Linked DNA regions of Mus musculus: all the other regions are linked to region 1. The links are chromatin contacts, called in public Hi-C and promoter capture Hi-C maps. All regions are on one chromosome and are shown on one strand. The core of a region is the stretch at or near the end of the contact, and the rest is flanking DNA. Distances in the headings are between cores, read along the strand shown.

Region 1 (2,672 bases), core at 50-2,549:
ACTGCAGATTTCTCTGTAGCCAGGAATGGCGGTGCACATGTCTAATCTCTGCCTTTAAAGGCAGAAGCATGAAAAATACAAGTTTGAGACCAGCCTGGGCCACACAGAGGGATCTTGTCTCAAAAGAACAGTAGCTATAATAAAAGCTAGTCTCTGGAATAAGACAGATTCTTCAGAAATAATTCGCCTTCTCCACGATGCTCCCTTCCACGGTATTTTTCTTTTCCACTCAAATTAATTTTTAATTGTTTAAAGATTTGTTTAATGTGTATGAGTACACTGTAGCTGTCTTCAGACACACCAGAAAAGGGCATCAGATCACATTGTGGATGGCTGTGAGTTCTCAGCCACCATGTAGTTGCTGGGAATTGAACTCAGGACCTTTGGAAGAGCAGTCCGTGCTCTTAACTACTGAGCCATCTATCCAGCCCCTATTTTTTTTTTTAATTAAGATCATTACCCCATTTAACAAAAAATTAGATCATTATCCTGTTTATACTGAATGCATATTTAGACTTTTCCAGTTTTGTAATCAATGTGCATTTAGCTTTTCCAGTTAGTACTGGCTACTCACTGTTGTTTCCTGTGCTGCACAGCGCTGTCTTTGGTTTTTTTTTTGTTTTGTTTTGTTTTTTTTTTTGTTTTTTTTTTCTGATTCTGAGCTTCAGCGTTTCTCACAGAGAGGGCACACACAGTTCTCAGGCTCTGTGATTTGGAAAAACAAAGTTCACCCTAGAGTTCTACATCCAACTGACATGTCCTCACAAGTGACCCCACTTCTAAGATGGGCTTGCTGGCAAGTGCTTGTGCTCCCAGAAGGCTGGGGCAGGGGGAATCATGAGCTCAAGGCCAGGCTGATCTACATAGTGAGAATCTGTCTAAACACTACCACTAACTCCCTCCCCCCACCCAGAAACAAACGCAACAGCAAGAGACCAAGCAATCAACATAGCAACCGGCCAACAGAAACACCAACTTTATTTCTAAATTAGACTCCGAGGTCCCGTTGCTAAGGGACCTCTCTCTTCTGGGAGTCCTCAGAAGCATGTTTGATGTTTGCTCTCAACTCTAGCCAAGTCCTCCTGCTGGTCATCGGTACATTTTGTCTGCTGCTTTCAAATTGGCCCACATCTAACCTTGGGGATAACTATTCACAGGCTCAGTTCGCCACTTGTGAGCAGGCAAGGTCACACACACACACACACACACACACACACACACACACACACACTCAGAGAGAACACTCAGCAGGTGTGAGGCCTTAAGGGATGAGAGCTTTGGAGAGAAGCTCTCGGGACTGCAGTGTGTGGAGTGAAGGAGCTCCTGGATGTGGCTCCAAGGGCACGGCCAGACCATCTGGAGTCCACTGTCAACGTCACGGAAATCCAGAGAAACATTTTCAGGGAAGAAAGGGCACAGAGGATTTCCAGACTTATAAAGTGACTTGGTGTTTGCTGCTGGCTGTCCCATTCTCTTTACTTCTCCTGCATCTTTGAATTCCTAATCTTGCTTCATATGTATCCGCCTGTTTCCACGGCCTCCGGGCATTTACATTTGGAAGATGCTTCCCACAATACAAATCAAAGCTTCCATCGTTAGCCTGCAGACACTGAGAGAGCACACAGAGCACTGGTTTTCACCCTGAGTTATAAATTGTATGAGTCATACATAGCAAGCAAAGAATTTGCATTAGGTTTGCGCCAACTTCCGTTAAGTTAAAACACACCAACTAATTATTCAAGGAGTATACTTGCAAGGAACAGAGAAAAGAATAGAGACTCACAGTTGAGCAGAGCCTTAAGAGAGACAGATACCAGCCAGTCACAACAACAAGGAGCCCTGACCTTAAGGCCTTAAGTGTCCTTTAATCTGTGAAGTAATGGCATTTAGGAGATGATCCAACACTGCTTGGATATTGTAAGATTTAGGTATGGTTACTGTAAATAATATCTTAACAGCTCTCATCGGTTAGACACAGGCTTAAAATATATGTATGATGTAAGCTGTTGGATTACAAATGACACAAGTGGGTAGTGGGTAGGTGACTGAGGTAAAGAGATGGCTGTGAGTGGGTAAGTTCTGAACTAGAAAATTGGGTGTGTGAAAATTTATATTAGGGCATCTGTTCTTTATAGAGTTGAGACGAACCACCATAAAAAATATCCTTGGAAGAAATTTAAAGCACTTTTAAAAAGAGATATGAATTTAATCAATATGAATGCTCAGATGAAATATAAAGAATGTTGCTTCTTTCCAGTGAGTCTTTTTATCTGACTTTTAAAATTAATTTTTAACATTAGCATGCAAAGTACTGAGTTTTGTCTTGACATTTTCATATATATCATTACCAGTGACGCTTTTCTTGATTTCCTGTGTTCACTATCTACTGATACCCCCTTCATTCACCCAACCTTTCATCCAACTGGTCACCATCCATCTACCATTTGTCTGTTGACCCACTATCTGTCCACCAGCCCATCTGTCCACCATTCATGTGTTTGATGTCCATCTGTCCATCTGTCTGTCCATCTATCCATCCATCCATCTACCCATGTACTCAGCATATACTACCCATCTGTCTATATATCCATCACCAGCAACCCATCTGTTCTTCATCCACCTACCACCTATCCATCTATTCAACCATCCATCCATTATCCATCTGACAATCC
Region 2 (2,672 bases), core at 122-2,621, 74 kb after region 1:
TGCAGAAAACCAAATTCAAGGTACTCATAAGCTACATGAGAGAGAAGGCACTGTGGCCATGAGAGCCTAGTAAACCATTGGCAGAAATACAGAGCTGCATTTTATAATGCTCAGCAGCGAAGCCCTGCCCAAGCTGTTAAAGGCAGGCACTTGTACTCAGTGCAGTGTTGTGGAATGACTTTAGACTTACATAAAAGTGGCAGAGACCTCCCGAGGTTAGCACTTGTTTAGCACCAAGGAATGGAAGTTTGACCACCCACAGTTAACACACACACACACACACACACACACACACACACACACACACACACCTCACCGAGTAAGCAAAAGACAAATTAGCAGAACTTATGTTGAGCTCAAGGGTTTTGCTCTGGACAGACTGTGATAAATATTTTCAACATACACGACAGGAAGCGCATTAATCATATCTAATAACGAGTGCCTATAAATCAGAAGTATAAATTGGCAAACAACAAAAGTACACAGGGAAGGAAAGGCTGGACGGCTTAGTAAGGGAGGAAAAATTAGGCTCAAAGCACTCGGGGAAATGAACTCAGGCAAGGTTGGAAAAAAATAAAAATGAAGATAAAGTAAAAGTATTCATCTATTATAGAGTAAAAAAAAAATCAATAAATTTGGGGCTATGGACATAGCTCAGTGGTAGGGCTCTTGCTCATATGCACAAGGCCTTGGGTTCAACCCTTAGCACTAAAGAGGGAAAAATTGGATAATATCCCTCACAAGGAAGGTGCATGGGTTTGCCTGTCTTGTTGCAGTGCGAGAGCTCAAGATGTGTGGCTGAAGAACGGAAGGGAAGCCACGGCCCAGAGAGAAGATGGCTGGTGGAATGGCACGCCTAGACTCACAGCACCTCAGAAGTGAAGAGCTCAAGCCCAGCCCCAGCTGATCGGATGAACTGGCCCTCTCTGCCTTTCAAAATTATATTTGTGAATGGAAGATATATAGGGTGCCCACCAAAGGACAGGGACAGGGATTTGTGTGTTTTAATTTTATTACAAGTCTCTAATTAACTCGAATTCCGGACGATGTATTTTGATCACATTTATCCCTGCCCTGCCCTCTTCCCCTGCCCCGCCCTTCTCTAGCCGCCACCCCCCCCCATCCTATTTGTTTACTTTACAATCTCTCCTCCTAAGAGCTATCATTTGGCCACATCTCCTCAGATGGGGGGCGGGGCTCTCTGCCTGCCTCCCCTCTCACGCTGGGCTTTGGTTAGGTTTGAGCTTTCACAGGACATGGTCAAGGTACAGAGAGTAGAAGATTGTGGAGGGCTCAGCCTTAAACCTGCATCATAGCAGCTCCTTCCAAGGCTCAGGGTCATTGCAGAAGAGGAAGTGGAAGCAGTGTAAGGGCTGGGCGGGGGAGGGGGGAGGGGAGAAGGGTGAGGAGAGGGATGACTAGAGGGAACAATGTTTTCTGGGCTCAGCGGGGGCCATTGCTCAAATGAACTCACCATGCTTTAAATAGTGTGTATGTTTGGATGTTTGAACCCTGTAGAATGTGACTATACCCATGCCCTATTTATGCAATACTCATCGAAATGAAAAACGGGACAACATTTTAAAAACTATTAAAAGGCTGGAGGGATGTCTCAGTGATTAAGAGCACAGGCTTCTCTTCCTGAGGTCCTGAGTTCAATTCCCAACAACCACCTGGTGGTTCGCAGCCTCCTGTAATGGGATCAGATGCCCATTTCTGGGGTGTCTGAAGACAGCACCAGTGTACTCACACACATGAAATAAATAAATCAATCTTTAAAAATACATTTAAAAAGTATTAAAAATAAAAGCAAGCCAGTCCCGAGGGTGACAGATTGTTATCCTAACACTCAGGAGGCTGAGGCAGGAGGATCACACGTTTGAAGTCAGTCTGGGTTGACATAGTGAGACCCTGGCTCAAAACAAATAAGATTAAAATAAACATGTTCTCTTACTGTGAAGTGCTTGCTCTATTTAAAAATGAAGATTTAGAAAGAAGAAGGTCTCTGAGTATGCCCCTATAGAAGGCACTGCTTAATCCTGACTCATTCTGCCATGTAGATTGGGCTGCCTTGAGCGAGCACAGCCCTCTGTAGTCATGTCTTCAGTCAGGCAACTTAGGCAAGCAGCTTCTCCCCAGAGCAGAGGGCCTCTGCCAGGGCGCTCTGGCCACTGGCAGTGCTTGCCCCAAGGCAGGTAGTGCGCTTGATAATCAGAGCGATTTCCTGTCGCAGCACCAGTGTTTCAGAAACACTACCGAGCGAGAAGGAAAGAGCAGATAAAGTAGCTATCACCAGTCAGAGCGGGCCTGGCCGTTTCTCTGATTAAATTAAAACGAATGCCCAACTGTGTGTTTTAAAGAGTGTTGTCAGGCTGTGTGACCGCTCACCTAGAAGCACAACATGGTTGCACCAGGGACATGGAAGCTATCTGCCAATCCTCCAAATTTTCCTCTGTGAACCAATGGCTGGGAGAGTGGGAGACACAACTTTGTTATTCTGGGACTGGGTCTGTGCACACACACTGATATGTGTACCCATATACACGGGTGTGAACCCCAGCTGAAAATAACTAGTGCTGTCTTCTTGGTGAACCATCAACTTATTCTTCAAAGATATAATTTTGGGATAATACGACACATCCCCAAGGGGCTGCGGTGGAGAACTAAGTTCT
Region 3 (2,672 bases), core at 47-2,546, 77 kb before region 1:
TACCCAGATACCTATATATAGAGACTGAACTATCTCTCCAGTTTTTACAGAAGGGCTCTTGAGCTGGTGAGTCACAGGTGTGTGGATTCAGATTCCTTGCTCTTGGATAAAGTACAGCCTCTCCCAGCCTGAATTTTCTAGTTTACAAGCTGACTCTAACAAAGGATTGTGTAAGATGCAAGCTGGGCAAAAGGAGGAACTAGCACAGGAGGGGTTGCTTTTCTGTGTTTGACCGAAAGCAGACAGTGGGTGGTTCAAAGGGCAATGCCGGGGATTGACACCCTGCTGCGTTCCGGCTCCTAATCTCTCTAGTCTCCTATTGATTGCCTCTCTCGTTATTGCCACACGAATAGAAATGTTGTAAGGACATCCTATTCGGAGACCGAGTCCTACTACCAAGAACAGAGCCTCCAACAGGGTAGACTGAGTCAGAATTGAGCAGAGCACTGGTTCTGACAGCTTCTCTCAGTCTGATTGTCATTGCTATGGTCTCTCTCTGGCACAACTGCCCTCTGGGAAGACACAGGCACCTTCCATCTGCCTCTAAGGTGAGCCTTTTTTTGGCTCATTGAGCCCTTAACCTGTCTCAGTTGGCAGTAGTCCTCCAGATACAGGCCAGATCGGGGATGCTCTCTTCTTAGAATCCACTTTCCAAGCTTCACTGATTACCTGGATAACACACACACACACACACACACACACACACACACACTCACAGCCACACATACAGATACACTCGGAGTTAGCAAAAGAACTCAACCAACACAGAGAGGGCACATCCAAAGGAGATTGTCTTCTTGTGATTCCAAGTCTGTCAATCATTATCTGAGTAAACATCTGTCAGGTGGGAGGGTGCGTGTGCGCGTGCGTGTATGTGTGTATGTGTAAGTGTGTGTATGTCTGTATGTGTGTGTATGTCCGTGTGTGTATTATGTCTGTGTGTTACGATGTGTGTGTGTCTATTTGTGTGTATGTGCCTATTTGTGTGTATGTGCATGTGTGTATGTCTATATGTCTGTGTAGGTGTGTGTATATTTGTGTGTGTGTGTATGTGTGTGTGTACGTGTGTGTGTGTGTGTGTGTGTTTGTGTGTGTACGTGTGCTCATGTGTAAGTGTTGAGTGCCTTAGGGGAATGAGCAGGTATTTATATCACAGTGCACAGTTTAAATTACATCCTGGGAGTAGTCTCCCCTATCACTACCTTTAACATGCTTGTTCAAAGGGTGCGGGGGCTGTCGTTCCCCCCTCCCGCTTGCCTCTCCCTTCATATAAGCCTGGGCTGCCTCCAGCCAGCTTCTGCACTCACAGTATTCACTGGCCCAGAGCAAGTGAAGGCCAGTGGAGAATGAGCCCGTTTGCCTCTGAGTCAGCATGGCTCTGCTTGGCTGCCGCTGCAGTGCTGGGGGGCACGCTTCTCTGCGGATGCCGGAGTGGCAGGCAGCTGCGGAGCCAGGCGGTGTGTCTCGCTGGCCTCTGGGGAGGTGCCTGCCTGCTCAGTCTGTCCCTCCTCTGCACCTTGTTCCTCTTATCCGTGGCCTGCTTCCTTCTTCTGTATATGAGTTCATCTGACCAAGACTTGTTACCTGTGGATCAAAAGGCCGTGCTGGTGACAGGTAAGTGGCCAGCATTCCTGTGATTGTCCTGCGGAGAAGAGTCTGATACTCTCTGTCCTCAGTGGGGGGACACTGTCAGTTTTGGCTTGAGTGGGAAGTGCTTAGAGTGAATGACAGGCAGCACATACCCGAGTGGTTCTCACTGCCTTTTTGCGTGTCCTTTGGTTTGGATGGGCTTTGGAAGGAGCCAGTGGTAAGACAAAACGTGACAATTGCTCAGGGCCACAGATCTATACAATGAGTGTGTTAATTTCCTAGGAATAAATATAAATAAGTAAAACAGCATCATTTCACGTGTGTTCTTGTACCAGGAAATACCTGACAGACTTCTTCAGGCTTGGTTGCTATTCTGTTCTGAGGTGACTATTTATCTAGGTCCTAGGCCTGGTCACCCCTCTATGTATGGAAGGAAGGTGGCCAGTCAGCTTTGGCACAATACTGTGTGTCTAGGGACGCCACTGTACTTTGAGCCTTTGCAATTTGCCAGGCTGCTGTCCCGAACCACGAACCACCCTGTTGTCCTGTTTGAACCTTTTCTCTATATGTCATTAGTGTATTAGTGCTTCTTAATTAGATCAAACTGGCAGTGCGTGCACACGGAGCTAGCTGCTCATTAGCTGAGCTGCCAGCCTCTCACTTCTTCTGCAGGCTCTTCTGCAGTAAGCGCGAGGCGGCCAAATTAGATTCCTTGGAGTTGTAAAACGGGTTTGTTTGGTGAAAGCTGCAACTAGAATTCCCTCAAGTGATCCTAACCCAGAAAGGCCTGGAAAGAAGAGGAAAGGCCATCGGCAGAGTCACCTTGTGAGGAGGGTGTCACCCCTGCATAAGGAAGTCATCACCTGTGGCTGGGGCCCCTGGCTGTGGTCAGCAGGGGACTCGTGGACTGATGAATCAATTTTTTTTTTTTTTTTTTTACTTTAAATCCAGTAACAAAGATTCTTCTTGTGAGCACGGTTTGGTTCTGGCTGGGGTGTGGAAGGGCAGGACATCAGCTTCTCTGAGTTTAAGATACAACAGTGAAGTCGAGTAGTTATTGTATTTCCCAGTTGTACGAAAGA

What was found. Promoter capture Hi-C pulls out the DNA fragments that hold promoters and counts their contacts. A called contact is a pair of places that touch in the nucleus more often than the background predicts.
Region 2: a contact with region 1 is called in a Hi-C map of the CH12 cell line, with 2.9 times the contacts expected there. The contact joins two enhancer-like sites. A contact is called at or near these places in 1 of 39 promoter capture datasets (embryonic stem cells), 7 of 15 datasets of contacts at CTCF or cohesin (CD8 T cells, embryonic stem cells, liver and 2 more), 195 of 484 Hi-C or Micro-C datasets (the 4T1 cell line, 8-cell embryo, the AML12 cell line and 97 more), 28 of 115 datasets of contacts at active chromatin or transcription factors (CD8 T cells, Th17 cells, acute myeloid leukemia and 11 more) and 3 of 9 other capture datasets (adipose tissue, embryonic stem cells and liver).
Region 3: a contact with region 1 is called in a promoter capture Hi-C map of trophoblast stem cells, with 3 times the contacts expected there. The contact joins the promoter of Hsd17b2 here to the enhancer-like site in region 1. A contact is called at or near these places in 1 of 39 promoter capture datasets (trophoblast stem cells), 6 of 484 Hi-C or Micro-C datasets (the Ba/F3 cell line, embryonic stem cells, nephron progenitors and 1 more), 3 of 115 datasets of contacts at active chromatin or transcription factors (embryonic stem cells, neural progenitor cells and trophoblast stem cells) and 1 of 9 other capture datasets (pancreatic islet).

The regions. Positions count from the first base shown.
Region 1 is chr8:117,777,907-117,780,578 of GRCm38.p6, forward strand. No RefSeq gene overlaps it. Among named protein-coding and RNA genes, the nearest start is that of Gm39261, 2.8 kb to the left of the region's middle. Within about 2 kb of position 1,300, at least 16 of the 459 cell types and tissues checked have an H3K27ac peak or open chromatin away from gene starts, as enhancers often do. A contact at or near this core is called in the CH12 cell line, neural progenitor cells and trophoblast stem cells, where this site is marked.
Region 2 is chr8:117,852,295-117,854,966 of GRCm38.p6, forward strand. No RefSeq gene overlaps it. Among named protein-coding and RNA genes, the nearest start is that of Mphosph6, 52 kb to the left of the region's middle. Within about 2 kb of position 1,372, at least 12 of the 459 cell types and tissues checked have an H3K27ac peak or open chromatin away from gene starts, as enhancers often do. A contact at or near this core is called in the CH12 cell line, where this site is marked.
Region 3 is chr8:117,700,650-117,703,321 of GRCm38.p6, forward strand. It overlaps Hsd17b2 (hydroxysteroid (17-beta) dehydrogenase 2), which reads left to right and starts at 1,297. Exons shown (of 5, transcript NM_008290.2): 1 at 1,297-1,614. The coding sequence starts at 1,347.